Linked DNA regions of Rattus norvegicus: region 2 is linked to region 1. Evidence: chromatin contacts called from public Hi-C data. All regions are on one chromosome and are shown on one strand. Each heading gives the region's core, a stretch centred on a gene start, on an enhancer-like site or on the middle of the called end of the contact. The rest is flanking DNA. Distances are from core to core; before and after follow the strand shown.

Evidence for each region. Hi-C and Micro-C count contacts between places; a contact is called where the count stands out from the background.
Region 2: a contact with region 1 is called in a Hi-C map of Schwann cells, with 2.5 times the contacts expected there. The contact joins the promoter of Zfp641 here to the enhancer-like site in region 1. A contact is called at or near these places in 2 of 12 Hi-C or Micro-C datasets (Schwann cells and frontal cortex).

Annotation. Positions count from the first base shown.
Region 1 is chr7:131,190,923-131,195,299 of GRCr8, forward strand. No RefSeq gene overlaps it. Among named protein-coding and RNA genes, the nearest start is that of Ccdc184, 14 kb to the left of the region's middle. Within about 2 kb of position 2,034, at least 82 of the 93 cell types and tissues checked have an H3K27ac peak or open chromatin away from gene starts, as enhancers often do. A contact at or near this core is called in Schwann cells, where this site is marked.
Region 2 is chr7:131,321,617-131,325,993 of GRCr8, forward strand. It overlaps Zfp641 (zinc finger protein 641), which reads right to left and starts at 2,075. Exons shown (of 6, transcript NM_001106792.2): 1 at 2,045-2,075.

The DNA.
Region 1 (4,377 bases), core at 784-3,283:
GGCCAGGAGAGGCAGAATAAATGTCAGCATCTGGCAAAGTGCATGGAGCTGGACAGCCATGCTCAGTGAATCAAGAAAGCATAGGACAGGGCATGTCTGTCAGCAGCTTTGGAGAACTAGAAAAACGAGTGACTAGGAAGGGGGTTTGGCTCACTCATGCCGAGCATGAGCAAGGCCCTGGGTTCAATCCCCAGCAGAAAGAAAAAAAAATCCACAAATATACACAGTAGAAAATTATTAACCTATCATAAAAGCAGAAAGATGAGAGTAGAGACAAAAGATATGACTCAAACAAGAGAGTTTTTACTTGCAGATACTAATAGTGGTGCATGCCATGAGCCTGGGGATGGCTAACTTGATCTCTCGGGCAGCAAATAGAACATAGTGACGATCTCTCAGAACGATGTCCGGAAGAGGAAGGGCCGGAATGAGAAAATCTTGCAGAAGAAAGTTCCCCAACTCTGACAGCAAAATGAACTTGTTTTTCCAAGTAAGTACAGAGAAGAGATTCGTGGAAGTCAGGGCCCTCAGGGCATTGCTAATAGTTGTTAGTGTTGGTGGTAACATTTCCCGAGCCTTCTATAAGGCTGTAAGGTTGTTCCACAAATCAAGGTGCAAAATGTTAGACTGACACAAAGTGTGTGTGTGTGTGTGTGTGGGGGGGCGGCGGCATTATCTTAGGTTCTTTCCTTGGAGACATGGCCTTTTATTTCTGTTCTCCCCACCCCCAACTTCAACAGACTCTCTCTGCGCACCAATTTTTTTTTTTTTTTGTCAGTCAGGTGCTCCATAGCTCGAGGCTATAGGGTCAGCTGTAGTGATGGTGGGTGGATGCGATACAGAATTCCTTGGTGGCAACTGTTATTCCAAATAAGTACAGAGAAGAGATGTGTGGTACCCCTGTGGGGGAAGAGTTCTTGAAAGGTAGGCTGTGCAGCGTAACAGACGCACTCCAAAGTATCTATGCCTCATAGGTTCGCCAAGTGAGCGTCATGTTCAGATTCGCCTATCTCCGGGGACCCCGTCATCCCTTTCAGATGTTCCTATGTGAGGTGATGGTTTCTGCTCCCCAGTAAGGGAGGCCGGTCTTGTATTAGGGTAGGATAATTTGAATAGAATTTAATGAGGAGTTATTTTTCAAGACCCAGGTGTGGGTGGGCTGTAGAAAAATCACACAAAAAATATCTAGAAGCAGAGAGCTCTGTTCCAAATAGTGGAGACAGAACCTGGAGGAGATAGTAAAAATAGGGACCCCCCCTAAAAAGAAAGCGGATAAGGTAGGGTGGGGTGGGGTGGGGTGGGATGGGGGGGACTAGATATCCAACCTCGGGCTCCACCTTGCCATTCTTGGATCGAACCGGATGGAAGAACGAGAGCAGTTTATGCAGGTCAGTCTTCCACGCCCTGAGATGGATAGCAAGGACGAGGAGTTGATGAGTCAGACAGAAGACATCTAGGTCTTTAGATTTAGTGATACAAATTTTTAGAGTTAGCGTTTAATTTTCGTGACCCGCATACGCTCTATTTCCGTATGCTAAACTGTTTCACAAGACTCGGGGACTTGTGGGGTGAGGACTCTATAAATACTCCCTCTCCTGTCCTGTTGGAGAAGCTTTGCTTTTTTTTTTTTTTTTTTTTTTTGCTTGATTTTGCAAGGAATACCATCACAACACGTACGGTCAAAGCACTCGCGCCAAGGGTTGAACATATACTAGTTGGGTAAAGAGAAAAGTAAATCACTCAAAAATAACGAGGGCGTACAGAGATAAGACACACATCGTGGGAACTCAGAGGTCCCAGGGACTCCACGTACGTGGCAAGAGGGTCTTCTCGAGTTGTTAACTGAAAGGGAGCGATAAGGCGGCTGAGGACACTGCAGTTGTTTACGGGCGGGAAGAGCAGCCCAGCATTACACAATTCGCTAAAAATGGAGCTATCGCTTGGAGAGATTCAGGCTCCGCATCCTCAGACTGGACTGGCAGCTACCGAGCCTTAACGTGATTGGTAGAGGGCTCTCCGGCTATGCTCCGCCCACACCCCAGCCTCCGCCAAAGGGGAGGGTACGCGGTTGGATGGGTATCCCACGCCCTGAGCTCCTGGGCTGCATCCTGCAGCTGCCCACCAAGGCCGCTGCAGTCATCCCGAAATAGACCTTGTTTCTCAGAGGTGGACAAATCTGGATCCGGCGCGGGAGGGTTGGCCAAGGAGACGCCTCTCATTGGTTGCACAGGGCGCGCCGAGAGGCTGAGGAAGGCTGATTGGTGGCAGGTTCCGCCTGGTTCTAATCAGGTCAAGGCGTGCTGCATCCTCGGGTGCTGCCACCAGGTGGAGCTGTGCAGGGAGATGTGAGGACCTCGGGGAAGAACCTCAGAACTTCTGGGTTCCCTTCCTGTTTCTAGCGGGCTGAGCTAACTCTAATGCAGTGGTTCTCAACCTTCCGAATGCTGCGACCCTTTAATACAGTTCCTAATGTTTGGTGAAGCCGCCAACCATAAAATCATTTTTGTTGCTACTTCATAACAAGTTTTGCTACTGTTATAAATAGTAATGTAAATATCTGATATGCAGGATATCTGATAAGAAACCCAAAGGAGTCGAGACCCACAAGTTAAGAGCCGCTGCTTCAGGCCCACCTAGTCATCTTGTCTTCTTGAATCCAGTCAGACCCCAGCCTCTCCAGAGCCCTTCTTAAGTAGTTGTCTGGCTTTTTGTGAACCCTGCAGCTCTTCCCTTCCGGGAAGATCTGGCGCCGGCAGTAGTTTTCCTTGTGAGCCTTTCTTGTGACCTGTTCCTCTTGGGAGGCTTGACAGTTCCAGGTCACCCCAGGTCAGATTTCTTAGTAATTCCTGGCCCCAACTCACCTTCTGACATGCTCGTTGAACGCAAATCTGCAAGAAATCAACTGGGGGGGGGGGCGGGTGTTGGAATTTTAGTCCTAATAGCCAGTATCCCTTCCCGATCTGCACCTAACCGCTTCTCCGTATTCTTCATGGTTTAGCTAACATCACCTCCTTGGCATTCTTCCGGACCTCCAGAGGTGAGCTAAGGACAGTAACAAAGTTCCACCCCAGTGTAGCTGGTGAACCAATGAGTTTATTTGACGTCAGTCTCAGGGGTACTGACTACCCAGGGGCAGGTATGCTGTTAAAGAAAATATTGCTCTCCTTGAAATCCTTGACCCTGGATATCCCCAGTTCTGCTCCCTCTATTAACTAGCTAGGTGTCTTTAGGAAGAGGAGAAGTCTCATAAGTCCCTCCCCTTCCCCTTCAGTGACTAGTCAATGGTGTGCTCAATCACCTTTAGGTAATCACAGCTGCGGAGGAAGAGGTCCAGAGGATAATAACAGGGTCATCCCAGAGGAGGAGGGGCCTAAGTTGTGGGGACAGGGCACCTGAGTGAGAACGGTAGCTACGCCCTTTAAATGCTGTGTAATTTGAAAAGAAAAACAACTTCTAGAAACTTCTGCTTTTGATATCAAATAGTGCACGATAGTATCCCATAATGATCCTACTATCGTGGAATTCAACTGTAAAGGTTTTAGGACCAAAGTACTTAATAACCTTGAGCTGCTGTTATCTGTGCTCCAATGGTGTTTTTTTTCCAGACCTTTTAATAATGCAGCCTTTGCTGACCTGCCCTGTTCACCGCGCCCATTGTCTACAAGTGCGCAGAACTGCCAGGGAGCGGTTCTCAACCTGTGGGTCATGACCCTTTCACAGGGGTCACCCAAGCCCATCAGAAAACATTACGATTCATAATAGTAGCAGAATTACAGTTATGAAGTAGCAACAAAAAGAAGCTTATGGCTGGGGGTCACCACAGCATGAGGAAAGGTATTAAGGGCTCTCAGCGTCAGGATGGTAGAGAAGCACTGTTGCACAGCTATGATGTAATTCTCAAAAAAAAAAAAAAAAAAAAGCCTCACAAGCACACTGTTTCCTTTCTCTGCCTGAACTTTACCGGCTTGCTTTTCCTTTTCAAAGGCTTTTTGCAGATTGGGATTTCAAACTTAGGGAAGCCAGGACTACAGACAGGAAGACAAGGTTTCTTTTCCTCCGTGGTGATCTGGAAGGCCTAGACCTTCCCCCGAGTTTGACAACTTTAGACATGGTTCTTCTGGGTTGCAAGTCACTCCTCTCTCTTTTTTCTTTTTTCTCTTTTTTCTTACTTCAGCATACTTGCAACGGCTAATTTTCTCTGGGCCTTTGATATATATAAATAAATCTTGGAAATTTACTGACAGTTTTGGGACCTAAAGAAGGTCTTCTCAGGACCTGAGCTATTGAAGGTGCCAGCCTTGAGGAAGATGGTGTCCTCTCTCCCTGAGGATGCGTTAGGAACCCGACTCCACGTGGGTAAACGAATAGTCTTAAAGA
Region 2 (4,377 bases), core at 825-3,324, 130 kb after region 1:
AAGGCAGTGTGAGCCTAGCTTTCCTGGAGGAACTCAGGAGCCGACAGGTGATCCACAGTCAGGTCCCGGGTATTCAAAGGCCTCACGCTATAAACAGACCTCACTCGAATTCATTGAAAATGCAGGAAGGAATCCACTCAACAAAGATGGGTGCGAACATACCGAGAGATTCTATGCCTCAGATTTCATTTTCATCAACTGGTGTAGAAGTCCCACCCAGGGGGTAGACCTGTCCTAAGTACCTGTTCAAAATGAACCAGATAGCCCTCCCTTAAGTCTCAGTGAAGGGACCCATGACCTGTCATTCCTACATAGGAAATGAGAACTGAGACAAACACAGCAGAAAGACAGTGACCTGGACCGCTACACAGGCGAGCTGGATGTACCCAGCACAGGCCTGACAGGGAGCAGAAACTGCAGGTCGGTGAAGAGCTGAAGTTTAATTGGGAATGGTGGGAAGATCAGAGCGTGGAGAAGTGGTGGGAAGCGGGAAGGCGGCATTATTAACACAACGTTAGAGGCTGGAGTACGTGATGGGCACCAGTCACAGCGCCTTATAAAGAATATATCGAACTCCAAGAATGGCATGGGGAAGCCGGTGTTTGTTCACGGGAAGAGGTTTGAGTTAAGAAAGGGAAGCTGAAACAGCAGACATAGTTTGGGCTTGACAAGCAACAGAAGGCCGGTCAGTCACGCCACCCATAAAACAGAATAAATGGGGTTTGATCGCAAGAAAGGGATTTAGGTTAGGGTTTGTTTTAGAATCCACAGCAGTCCTAGAACAAGACAGGACCCATTTGACAACCATGGTAGAACCATGGTGCCAATGGATTTCTGTCATTCCTACTCCCTTCCCATGTAGACGGAGCGACCAGTAATCTCCCTAGAACAAGTCAGAATTTCAGGGGCTGTTTTGACTCACAGGATCATTCAGTAACATCTGCAAGACCCCAGGAGGCTTGGAAGGGCTCCAGGCCAGCTACTTCCTGGTCCATTTGCCTGTGACAACAGATTTCTAAGAACAATGTACTAAATGAACAAACTCCTCTTCCCACTGTTGAAGCTCAAAGATGACTCTGGGGCCTCATGGAGGCATCCTGGGCTGATTCCCAGCTTGGGTGGTGTTAGGAGAGGAAGGGAAAGAGGGTAAGGCAGCACTTAGTGGAATTTCCATTTTAGCTCTCCTCTGGATTTCAGCACCTGTGCCCTTTCTCACTTTTAGACACGCAGGACACCAATCACCCTTCTGCACCTCCAGTCCCCCTCATTCCCTCGCTGCCTAGGCAGGCCCTCCAGCAGTTTCCTCTCCAGTTTAGTACTGGGACACCTGTCTCAACCCACTTCCCTGTCACCTCCTTCAGAGGAGAGTCCTCCATGGGAAATGTGTCTGCACACTGGGCGAGCTGGATGAGGACAGAAAACCTGTGGAGATGTTAACAGGAACCGAGCAAAGGATGTCACCTGCTACTGTCACCTGCTTGTATTTCCTAGGGTGTTCGAGGCAGGGCCAGCACCTGGCCTTTCAGCTTTCACCTGTTTTCTTTTTTCCCTTTCCCCTAGTTCAGGACAATCCCAAGTCCGCTGGAGCCTGGGTTCCTGGGCTTTCATTTCTTGCCTGCTTATGTATCTGGGAGGCAGGGCACCTGCTGATTTTTTTTTTTTTTTTTGCAGCAAGTTCTATGGACAGTCTCAGGACCCTGGTTTCAAAAAGTGGCCCAAGGGCACAGGGACGAGAGTGGTTCCCAGTGGCCGGGCCACCACGGGTGTGGCACCTCGGGCCCTGAGCCCGCAGCAGGGTAAGATTTCTTCTCTCCCGGTCACAGCACCACGGGGAGGGTCAGATTTCAGAAGACTCTGGAGCTCCCTAAGTGAGGCCAGAAAACAGGTTCCTGCGAGCCGGGGCTATAGCAAGTGACAGAAGGGTGCTGCGGGGACGCCCATGCCAGTGACAGCGACGGGACCGGGCTTGCGACACCGACGCCACAGTCCCCACGGTCAGGCTGGCGCCCTCCTCCACGCCCACCCGCACCCCGGCCCCACTCACCCGGGCTCGGCCCCTTGGCACTGCCTCCCGCCCGGCGCGGCCGAGCCCGTGGCCCGCAGAGCCAGCGACAGGCGACAGGGCCGGCGTGGGGCGGGCACAGGAAATCCCGCCGCTTCCGGGGCTCCGTGGTGCGGGCGGGGGCGGGCGGGGGCGGAGGGGACCGCTGGACCCAGGCTCCTGTCGCTGCTGCCGCAGCCCAGGGGCTTTGCTACTCCCGGGGCCCCGCCCACAGCCTGCGACCACCCACAGCGCCTGGCGGTGGGGGCGACAAGAGGGCTGGAACCCTCCCCTCAGGCTAGCCCTCCTGACAGACAGACAGACAACCGACTGGACAGTGGACTTCTAATGACGCCTTCCTTCACGTTGGCTCCACCAAGATGGTGCTGTGTGAAGTGGGCTCTGCTGCCGCATTGCCTTCGTATCTGAAGAGACATGAGCTACAAGTGTGCCCGGCACATTTAGAAGACTTGATTTTTTAAAATGCAATGTTTACGCTACATTGGGTTAAGTGTGTTAATTTTGCATATTATAATTGCGACTTGCACCACATTTCTGCTGGGCAGGGCTACCCTAAAGCATTAATAAAATGAAGGAGAGTGGGAAAGACCAGAAACATCTACAAAACAGATAATGGTAGAAAGAACCTAGCTGGTAAATGATACATTCCCGTTGTTTTATCACAGTCGTTCCGCAAAATCTTATAGCCTATCAGTGGAGGCCATGTGCCAAAGGCGTTATCATAAGGTATGTGATACGTGTTTTTAAAAATCTACCCCGAGCCGGGATAGAAGCAAAGAGAAGTGATTGTGTCTGGCAGGGAGGTCAGAGACTCACAGAAATAGAGGAGCAGGGACGATGGGATAAGAGAAGAGGGAGACCTGCAGTTGGGAACCCGTGTAGAGGGCATTCTAGGAGCAGCTCACGGGATGTGTGAGGATGGTCGGACCAGAGCGGCTATCCTCAGCTCCAGAACCAGTGCTGGAAGTTCTCTTAGGTACGGGAGAGGTGCTTATTAGTGTAGCCCAACAAATCGGTACCGTAACTCTAGTAAAGGCTTTTTCATGTCCTTCTCTACATGTGGGTGGACGGTGTGAAACCAGTGGGGGATGGGGAGTGAGAGAGGATCTCTGCTCTTTGTTTTTATGAAAGGACCAGGTTCCTTTCACCTAGCGTCTCCACTGTCTCAAGTGGCCTTAGAATACTCCTGTCCAAGGGTAAGAGGGAAGAGGGCTGTGGCTGGCCTGTCAGCTGTATTAGGAATCAATCCTGCAAATACTGTTTCCTTCCTTCCTTCCTTCCTTCCTTCCTTCCTTCCTTCCTTCTTTCTTTCCTTCTTTCTTTCTTTTCTCTCTCCCTCCTCCTCTCCCCCTCTCCCCCTCCTCCCCCTCCCTCCCTCCACCTCCCCCACCCTCTCTCGACAATAAAAGTGATCTTTATTAGAAAACAATTATTGTTAATTCCTCTATTGTGGATAAGTTCACTCCAAACTTTTTCGCCTGACTAGTCTGTCGTTTGTTATGCACAAGAACTCATGCACGTGTGCATGGGTGTGCACTCACGCACGTGCACGCGCGCGCACACGCCCACACATGCAAAGTATGTATTTTTATTGACCTTTTTTTTTTCTTAAAAAAATTATTCACTTTGCATCCTGATCACAGCCTTCCTCCCCTCTCCTCTCTTCCCAGTCCCATCCTTACAACCCCCCCCCCCATTCCCTTCTCCTCTTCTCCTCAAAGAAAGGGAGCCAGCCTCCTTGGTACCACTCCACTTTAGGACATCTAGTCCCAGCAGGACTAGGCACATCCTCTCCCACTGAGGCCCACCCAGGCAGTCCAGGTAGGGAAAAGGGATTCAATGGCGGGCAAAAGAGACCGAGACAGCCCCTGCTCCACTTGTTCGGGGACCCACATGAAGACCAAGCTGCACATTTGTTACAATTTGTAGCAGATCTAGGTCCAGCGCCTGCATGCTTCCTGGTTTCTGTGAGTCCCTGTGGTTCCAGGTTAGCTGACTCTGTAGGTCTTCTTGTGCCTCGGAGTTGCTCACTTCTGTCCCCCAGTCTTCCACAGGATTCCGGGGGCTCTGCCTGATGTGGATCTCTGCATCTGCCTCCATCCACTGCTGGATGAGGCCTCTCAGGAGACAGTTATGCTAGGCTCCTGTCTGCAAGCATAGCAGAGGATCATTAATAGGGTCAGGGCTTGGCTCTCTAACATGGGCTGGGTCTCAAGGGGCAGTCATTGGTGGCTGACCCCTCAGTCTCTGCTCCATTTTTATCCCTGCACATTTTGTAGGCAGGACAAATTTTGGGTTGAAGGTTTTGTGTGTGG